2 separate regions of the Hordeum vulgare genome follow, and region 2 is linked to region 1. The links are chromatin contacts, called in public Hi-C maps. All regions are on one chromosome and are shown on one strand. Each heading gives the region's core, a stretch centred on a gene start, on an enhancer-like site or on the middle of the called end of the contact. The rest is flanking DNA. Distances are from core to core; before and after follow the strand shown.

Evidence for each region. A called contact is a pair of places that touch in the nucleus more often than the background predicts.
Region 2: a Hi-C map of leaf shows a contact between it and region 1, with 1.9 times the contacts expected there. The contact joins the promoter of LOC123439476 here to the enhancer-like site in region 1. A contact is called at or near these places in 2 of 6 Hi-C or Micro-C datasets (both in leaf).

The regions. Positions count from the first base shown.
Region 1 is chr3H:41,305,769-41,310,162 of MorexV3_pseudomolecules_assembly, forward strand. No RefSeq gene overlaps it. Among protein-coding and RNA genes, the nearest start is that of LOC123442882, 19 kb to the left of the region's middle. Within about 2 kb of position 2,078, at least 1 of the 3 cell types and tissues checked has open chromatin away from gene starts, as enhancers often do. A contact at or near this core is called in leaf, where this site is marked.
Region 2 is chr3H:41,393,257-41,397,650 of MorexV3_pseudomolecules_assembly, forward strand. LOC123439476 (putative transcription factor bHLH041) reads right to left here and starts at 2,226. Exons shown (of 5, transcript XM_045116188.1): 1 at 1,978-2,226; 2 at 1,666-1,759; 3 at 922-1,554; 4 at 416-814. The coding sequence starts at 2,063.

The DNA.
Region 1 (4,394 bases), core at 828-3,327:
TGAACATTTTTTGTAAAGTAAAAAAAATGAAAAAAGTGTACACAGTTTTGAAATTCTTAAAAATTCTTAATTTCTCATATACGTTGAATATTTCTTAATATACAATAAAATTTCAGTAATATACATTACGGTATTTAAATACACATTGAACATTTATATAATATATGCGGAGCAATATTTAAATACACATTAAACCTCTTTTTTTCATATATACTGAACAATATTTAAATACACATTGAACATTTTTTAGGCAAACGCTACACTGAACATTTTTAACTATGCATGAACACTTAAAAATACATTATACGTTTTCTTAATATGCGGAGAGTTTTTTAGAATGTATGATAAACATTCTATTAATACACACATAAACTCTTTGTATAAATAAACAATGAAGCAGACCCATTTTTTTTCACTATCTTCTTCAATATCTTTGTTCACTTAATACGATGATGCGATGATGTTACGCTGACTCATGAAACGGACCCAAATTTTTTTCACACGCCCTACTGGTCATCACAAGGCGGCACATCATTGTTTTTTGAATTTCTGACATTCTATGCATTTTTTATGATTTCAAATGCGAAAACATAGAAAAACAGTTGTCGAGCGTGACGCAACGTGCGTTTAATAAATATATGCATGTATATCATGTGAATCCACGGATGGCGGTAAGCACGGAAAAAATGTTATAATGCGATGATGTTACTCCGACTCATGAAATGGATTCAATTTTTTTTCACATGCCCTAATGATCATCAGAAGGAGACACGCCAAATTGTTTTAATTTCCGACATTCCGCACATTTTCTACAGTTTTCGATGCGAAAACATGGAAAAACCGTTGTCGGACGTGACATAATGTGCGTTTAGTATCCGATTTCATTTAAATTTTGCGTTGGTCATTTGTACGTTCATTCTCACTTGCTGGCAAAAGTTGAATCAATTTGATAAACGTATGCATGTACATTATGTGAAACACATGGATGTCGGTACAGACGAAAGGGGTGTTATAATGTGATGATGTTACTCAGAGTCATGAAAACGGATCCAATTTTAGTTTGTGCACAATTTTAGAATTAAAAATAAGTATGAAATTTTTAAAAATTTCTGCACATTTTGCAAAGTTGTTAACAACTTCCCAACAATTTAGGTTTTAGGGTTTACAATACCAAAATTATAGTGTAAGTAATAGTTCATCAATTTTCAAAATAATGCGATGATGTTTTTTCAACTCATGAAACCGATCAATTTTTTTTTCACACGTCGTAACGATCATCACAAGGAGGCATGCCAAATGTTTTAAATTTCTGATATTTTATGCATTTTCTATGATTTTCCATGCGAAAAGACGAAAAAACGTTTGTCAGACGTGTCACAACGTGTGCTTGTTTAAAAAGCTAACGCATTTAGAAAGTAAAAGAAAATAAAAAAAGGAAAAGGAAAAAATAAATAGAAAAAGGAAACAAAACAAAGAATACTGTGTTTCCGGTGTTGTTTATTAGATTAAAAAACATGTGCAACACATGTTGTCTTGTTGACCAGTTGGTTAGTGCAGCTTTGATAATATCAAAAGGTGTATGGTTTGAATCTTGCTACTCGCATTCTTTTTTGACTATTTAAAAAATAGAGAAAACATGAACAAGCCTCAGTATTTGTGCATATGAAAAAAAAATACAGCGTATACGTAAATATGACCATCCTACCTTTTATTATGAAGAGGTATCGATCCTGTGGTGAAAGGTGATTAGCCTCCACTACTTGCAGTTACCGATTATTAGTCTCTGCATTCTCTTGGCCGGGCAGTCAATATTCCTATATATTCTACACAGAATGGATGCATGCGATGAAGAGTCTTGGTCAAGCCTAGCGTATCTTATCCATCCATGTGATGAGTATTAGTGTAGGAGAAAAGTATTTCCCACCCAGCTGAGAAGGCAGGATTTCCGGTCCCAGACATGAACTTTTCTTTTTCCTCTCGAAAGATAACATAAAATAAAGGGCATGCATGCATTTCCTTTGATCGCTCGGTTGTACTGTAATGTACTTACTTGTCAGCTGATGCTTTTTTTCATAAATAAAGAAAAAGCTGATGGTTTTTTTAAACAGGTGTTGGTGCTCTTGTGGCAGGCTGCTCAGTTGTCATTGTCAGGGTGGATTTTATCCGTACTTTTAGGCATTATTAAGAACGTTTGATGAAGCTGACGTTGGATGGTTCACGGGTATCATCATTTTTTTCAGTTTGTTCCTATCGTTGGGAACGGTTGATAAAGCAAGTCAAAACTGCACAGGTAGGTCAATGTATGCTTGTGTATATATGTTGGAGCAACTCTAGCAGTTGTCAAAAGTTGTATGTGCTGGAGGCCGACGTTTGGCCTATGGGTGTATCTACACCACATATGTAAAAAAAAAGTAATTCAATAATTTCTTAAAAAAACTGAAAATATTTTTGAAATAAACATGACCTTTTGTTGTACTTGTGAAGAAAATTTCACAAAAAGAAAAAAAAAACCTTGACTTTTTTTCTTCAAATAAGACAAAATTTCATTCAAAAAATGTGAATTTATTTGCCATAAAGTCAACGCTATGTTTTTTCATAAAAATTTATATTCTAGTACAAAAGAAAGTCAAGTTTGTATGTGCTTCATAATTTTTGAAGGTTGTCAGGTCTGCGTAAACACCAAACCACAACCTTCATTTTTTATTTGATTGTTTTCTTATTTGGTTGAAAATGTCTTGTTTCAATTTTGGTCATTCAAACAATGAATAAAACTAGATATATCATTAAACGCCATTTGCAAAATACTAAACATACATAATGTCATTATTCAACATTGCTAGCTATGTAGTACTCCGTCCGTCCTAAAATAAATGATCCAACTTTATACTAATCTCTTCCTAATAATAAAGCATGGAGTGCTTCTGTTGTCTGTCGTGGTCGTTTTGCAGAAAACCCCCTAGAATTTCCTGAAATCAACCCACAGTCCGGATTTAAATGAAAAACGAATCGTTTTTTTATGTTTATAGGAAACCCCCTCTGATTCTCCGAAATCAAACCCGCAGTACATAATTTAGTGAGAGAACGAATAGCTTTTTGGAATTTTTGTAGAAACATCCTTCAATTTTCATAAAATAAACCCGCAGTACATACTTGAGTAAAAAAACAATCGTTTCCGTATGTTTTTGAAAAGACCCCTACAATTTTAATTAATTAATCTGTAGTTCAATTATAAGTGCAAAATACTTTAAAAAATCATATCTTTTAAACGGTAACTCAAATTTTACATTATTATATATGAAATTTTATTAGAAAAATATGTAGAATCTGGATATAATGTTAGTTTATCTATTTATTTATTTAAAATTCTGTTTGTAATGTAATTTTAATCAATAGTGATGCGCACAATCTAAATATAATGCTATTTTCTCTATTTAACAATTTTAAAATTATATTTATGCTGTAATTTTAATCAATAGCGTACAATCCATTTTTTCATAACGAGGCCGATGCATGTTGTTAATGAATCCGCGGTCCAATTATAATTAACAAATATTTTAAAAAATTATATCTTTTAAAGTGTAACTCTAAAAAATGTGTTGAATCGAAATATAATGTATCTTACCTATTTAATTTTTTAAATTTTTATTTATAATGTAATTTGAATCTATAGTGATGCGTACAATCTAAATATGATGTTATTTTACTTATTTAAGAATTTTTAAATTCTATTTATGCAGTAAGTTTAAAATAAGGTCTCAAGTCATGATTATTAGGTTAAGACGTGTTGTATGGTTTGCTACCGTTGCAACGCACGAGTTCTTTTGCTAGTTTTATATTAAAGTTAGTACAAAGTTGCATCATTTATTTTAGGGCAGAGGGAGTATTTACTAGTCTGAGGTTGCCTAGCCCTCGTCCTCGTCACTATCAAGCTTGTCAAGGTTGTTGGCTATGTTTGGATACTCTAACTCGATTAAATGTTAGAGTTAAATTCTAACCCTAAACTAACCTTACACTAACTTTAATCAAAGAGGTGTTTGGATGACAGGATTAGATTCACAATTAATATATATTTTCAATCATTTGACTCCTTTAAACATGATTTGATGTGCGGCTCGGGGCGGTTGGGGCGGCTGGGGGCAGCGGGATGGGAGCGGCTGATGCCGGCGGCCGGCTTGGTTGGGGGCGGTTGAGGGCGGCTCGGGTGGCTGGGGGAGGCGGGATGAGGGCGGCCAGGCGAATGGGGAGGCTGGCGGGGTACGGGGGCGGCTGCAGCTGTCGGCCGACGGAGTTGGGCCGGCGGATGGGGGCGGCTGGGGCGGCGGGACGGGGGGCGGCTGGGGCTGCGGGAGCGGGATGGATGGGGCGATAGGATCTGGTGTCGCTGGGCTGCCGGA
Region 2 (4,394 bases), core at 976-3,475, 88 kb after region 1:
TTACATTATGGACTACATACAAATGTATATAGACATATTTTAAAGTGTAGATTCACTCATTTTGTTTCGTATGTAGTCTATAGTAAAATCTCTACAAGATCTTATATTTATAAACGGAGGGAGTAGTACTGTTCACGTCTGCACGCACGCTTAGGGTTTCGGCCGGAGTGTTGAAATGAAGCCAATACCATTACTGAATTGTGATGAGTAAAACCAATAGCATAATGTGATCAAATTACTAAATTGTACTGCATTAGGCTAGTATTCTACTACTTTTACTACTAATTAATGCATGCTCTCAATTCATCATTTGGTTGATTATATATGCATCCAATTTTATTTTATTTCGAACTGAGGGTCCAATCAAAATAAGCATACTGTGAAGAAGAGAAGAAGAAAAAGTGAAGAGTATTACTTTGAGCTGCATCGTCAGGAATGCTCCAGTAAGGCCGTTGCCGCCGTCGCCGTCACTGGTGCTCATCGCCACCAGGCTGACGTCGTCTTCCCCCATCTGATCCTTGAGGCACTGGAGCGTCCTGAGCACCACGTCCGTCGTGTTGCCGTGCGCCGGCCTCGCCGCTATCTTCACCGTGCAGACCTCACTCGTAGCCGTCCCATCTTCCTGATCATCCGTCGCGGCGGCTCTAATTATTTGGACCTCGATCCTCTCCGCGTCGTCTTCGACCAAAGAGCCGCCGGCACACCGGGCCAGCTGCGCCTGGAGCTCCTGGTTCTTCTCCTCGAGGTCGCAGATCTTGGACTTGAGGGAGTTCACGTACTCCCTCGCGGTGATCAGTATCGACGTCTTGTCTTTCTGTAAAGCGAGACAGATGATCATCAGCTTAGTCAAAGGACGTGCTACTGCCGTGCCTAGTGCTCTCCTCGGAGAAATGTGCATGTATCAAAATTATGGGTACGTACCTTGGAGCCGGGAGGAAGGACGGTCTTGAGAGCCTGGAAGCTGTCGTTGAGCTTCTCCCGGCGCTTGCGCTCGGAGATCATGTGCTGCAGCTGGTTCACCGACGACAGCTCTGCCTCAGCCGACGCTTGCTGGAAGTGGTGCTGCTGATGGCTGTACCTCATCGCCGTTTGCATCTTGACTAGTACGGACATGGACCTCTTGAACATCTTCTGCCCGCATGCCGGCTTCGGCCTCCGCCTCGCGCCGAGGTGCCGCGCGTAGCGGCTGAACGCGCTTGGCGGCATCACGCCAGGAGCCATTGCGGCCGTGTCGTGGAAGTTCAGGGCGTGCTGGTGGTGGTCGTCGTCATAGGGGAGCACCAACGGCGGTACATGAGAGGAGACCTCGGGGAACTGCAGGCCGGCGGCGGGCAGGGCGTTCGCCGAGGAGATCTCCGGGCTGCAAGAGAGCGAGGCGGAACGGAACGAGGAGGAGGTGGATGACGAGGAGGGGAAGCTGCAGCCACCGGCGTGGTGCGAGTGGGGGAATTCGAATTCGTCTAGGACGGACTGCTGCATGCCCACGGCGGCCCTGTCGCCGGCAGGGAGGATGTACGCAGCTGGCTCGTCTTCCATGTTCATCTGCATGCTGATCTGCAGGTGCGCGCGTGCCAAGATCAGTTCGATGTTATCATCAGAGGAAGTTGAAGTGTTCATAACGTCATATGCATCGATCAATCAACCAATCAATCAATGGAGGCTTGCCTGGTTGAGGTGGTGCTGAATCTGCGCGCCGACGAGCAGCTCGTGACGCTCCTCCTCCTCCTTCCTGCTGTACAGCCCTTCAGGGGCGACGCAGCTGCATGCAGTCGATCCATCAGACAGATATCCCAGGTGGCTAGTAATTGTCTATGCACTTAACTAACTAGAACCAAAACTAATCATGGATTGTCCCAACAAACTTGCAGCAGTGATGCTATTCAAAGGATCGCCGTGCTTGAGATCCATCAACAGGTAGATGGAAATCTTTGCGCGATGAACCGAAACCGATCGAGGTAGGACGCATAATGCACACACCTGGCGGCGTAACCGCACATCAAGCCGCTGTTACCGCCGGCGGCACCGCTGTTTGCGCCGTAGTGGATCCAGCTGCTGCTATCCATGGATTCCGGGCGGCCAGGTGATGCTCGATCACTTTGGTCTAAACGCCGTAGGTTCGATCGGTCGAGTCTCAGTTCATCGACGGAAATGGGACCGTGCGTATATATGTGCACGTGTAGATATATAGTAGCTTAGTAGCAAGCCGTACACGAGGAAGCTAATGTGTGGGGTTCTGCTGGCGGTGCGAGCGTGCATATATAGCAGGCGGCCGGAGCAATGGCGACTTGGGGGAACAGGAGATGGGGGCACGTGCCATCTACACGATGTCGACGAACTTACAAGATCGATGATGAGAGAGAGACCTTAGTGATGGAGGACTTTAGAAAGTCCACGGTCCACCGTTGGCCGGAAAATCTGAAATATGGCACCTTTCGATCCATCCACGAACGAGGCGTGGGGCCGGACGGGCTTAATAAAGATGATATTATGTGCATGCATGCATGGAACTTAAACCTTTTGAACACCTCTTTGGACCGGTATACACACAGCACATGGGGTAACTTCGCAGATGCTTCAGCATGGTTGTGTATGGTCCTCGGAAGAAAAGAGGGGTAACATGATTGTATGCATGTGAGACACTTAATTATGGTCAACAAGAAAAAACGTCATAGTTACGTCCTTTGAAGTTGACTTCTTTAGTTCCGCACGATTGCATACTGAGTGGATATCAAATCTTGCAGTTCATCTTTATTTCGACGCATTTCAGATCATCGAGTAATTGATTCATGTTAAGTACTCTTTCCGCTCAAAAACACTTGACGTGGTTTTAGTTCAAAACATATAATATACATGACATGGTTTTATTTTAAAACGGAAAGAGCACTATCAGCATCTTATAACATCTCCAATAGACACGCGAAATTTACGACGCGTTGGAAAAAACACCAGTTGGCGTAGAAGAGCCGCACGGCACGTGGAAAGTTGATGCGTGAAATAAATTGACCCGCGCACGGGGAAAAGCGGCACCACGCGTGGAAGTTTTGTCGTGCCATGCCCAACTCGCTGAGTTAAAATCCGCGCGCCTGCGCCCGCCAACCGCTAGGAACTTCCCTCCCGTTGCGCCTTCTCCCCCCGTCTCTTCTAGGGCCCCGTAGTCGCCACGTCTCCCCCTCCATCTCTTCCAGTGCCTCGCCATCGCCGCACCTTCTTCCCTCGCCTCTTCCAGCGCCACTCCCTCCCCCTCCATCACGCCCCCCTCTTCCAGCGCCCCGATGTCGTCGCGCCTTCTCCCCTCATCGGTTCCAGCGCCCCGCCATGCTACCATGCCCCCGGAGCAACTCGGGATAACGCGGCATTCGCCTCCGCCGCTCAGGCGTGTATTACGCGGAGATCCGCTCTGGCGATGCACGTCTCGTGCTCGGAACATTTGACATCGCCCGCGCGTACGACGTGGCGGCATGTCGCCTTGGACGGCCTCGATCGCAAGTGAATTTCTTCACGTGCAGACGCACGAGCGGGCGTAGAATCCCGTGCATGCCCCACGACTAATCAGCAACGAGGATCGCCGCCTTCAGCGGAAGCAGGAGCACCGCCTCCTCATCACCGAGGCGGGCGAGTATGCAATGGCGGTGTTGTTGGAAATATGCCCTAGAGGCAATAATAAATTGGTTATTATTATATTTCCTCGTTCATGATAATCTATTATTATCCATGCTATAATTGTATTGATTGGAAACTCAGATACATGTGTGGATACATAGACAACACCGTGTCCCTAGTAAGTCTCTACTATACTAGCTCGTTCATCAAAGATGGTTAAGTTTTCCTAACCATAGACATGAGTTGTCATTTGATAACGGGATTACATCATTAGGAGAATATGTGATGCACAAGACCCAGCCGTAAGTATAACATGTAATTGTATCATTTAGTTTATTGATATTGCTTTCTACATGTCCAGTATCTGTTCCTAAGACCATGAGATCATGCAACCCCCTAACACCGGAGGATTGCCTTGTGTGTATCAAACGTCACAACTCAACTGGGTGATCATAAGGATGCTCTACGGATATCTCTGATTGTGTCTGTTGGATTGGCACGGATCGAGACTAGGATTTTTCATTCTGTATGATGGAGAGGTATCTGTGGGCCCTCTCGGTAATAAAAATCACAAGAAGCTTGCAAGAAATGTGACTAAGGAGCTGGCACGGGATATTGTATTACGGAACGAGTAAAGAGACTTGTCGGTAATGAGATTGAACTAGGTACGGAGATATCGACGAACGAATCTCGGGCAAGAAACATACTGTTGGACAAAGGGAACGACATAGGGGATTGATTGAATCCTTGGCATCATCATTTGACCGATAAAGATCTTCATGTAATATGTAATA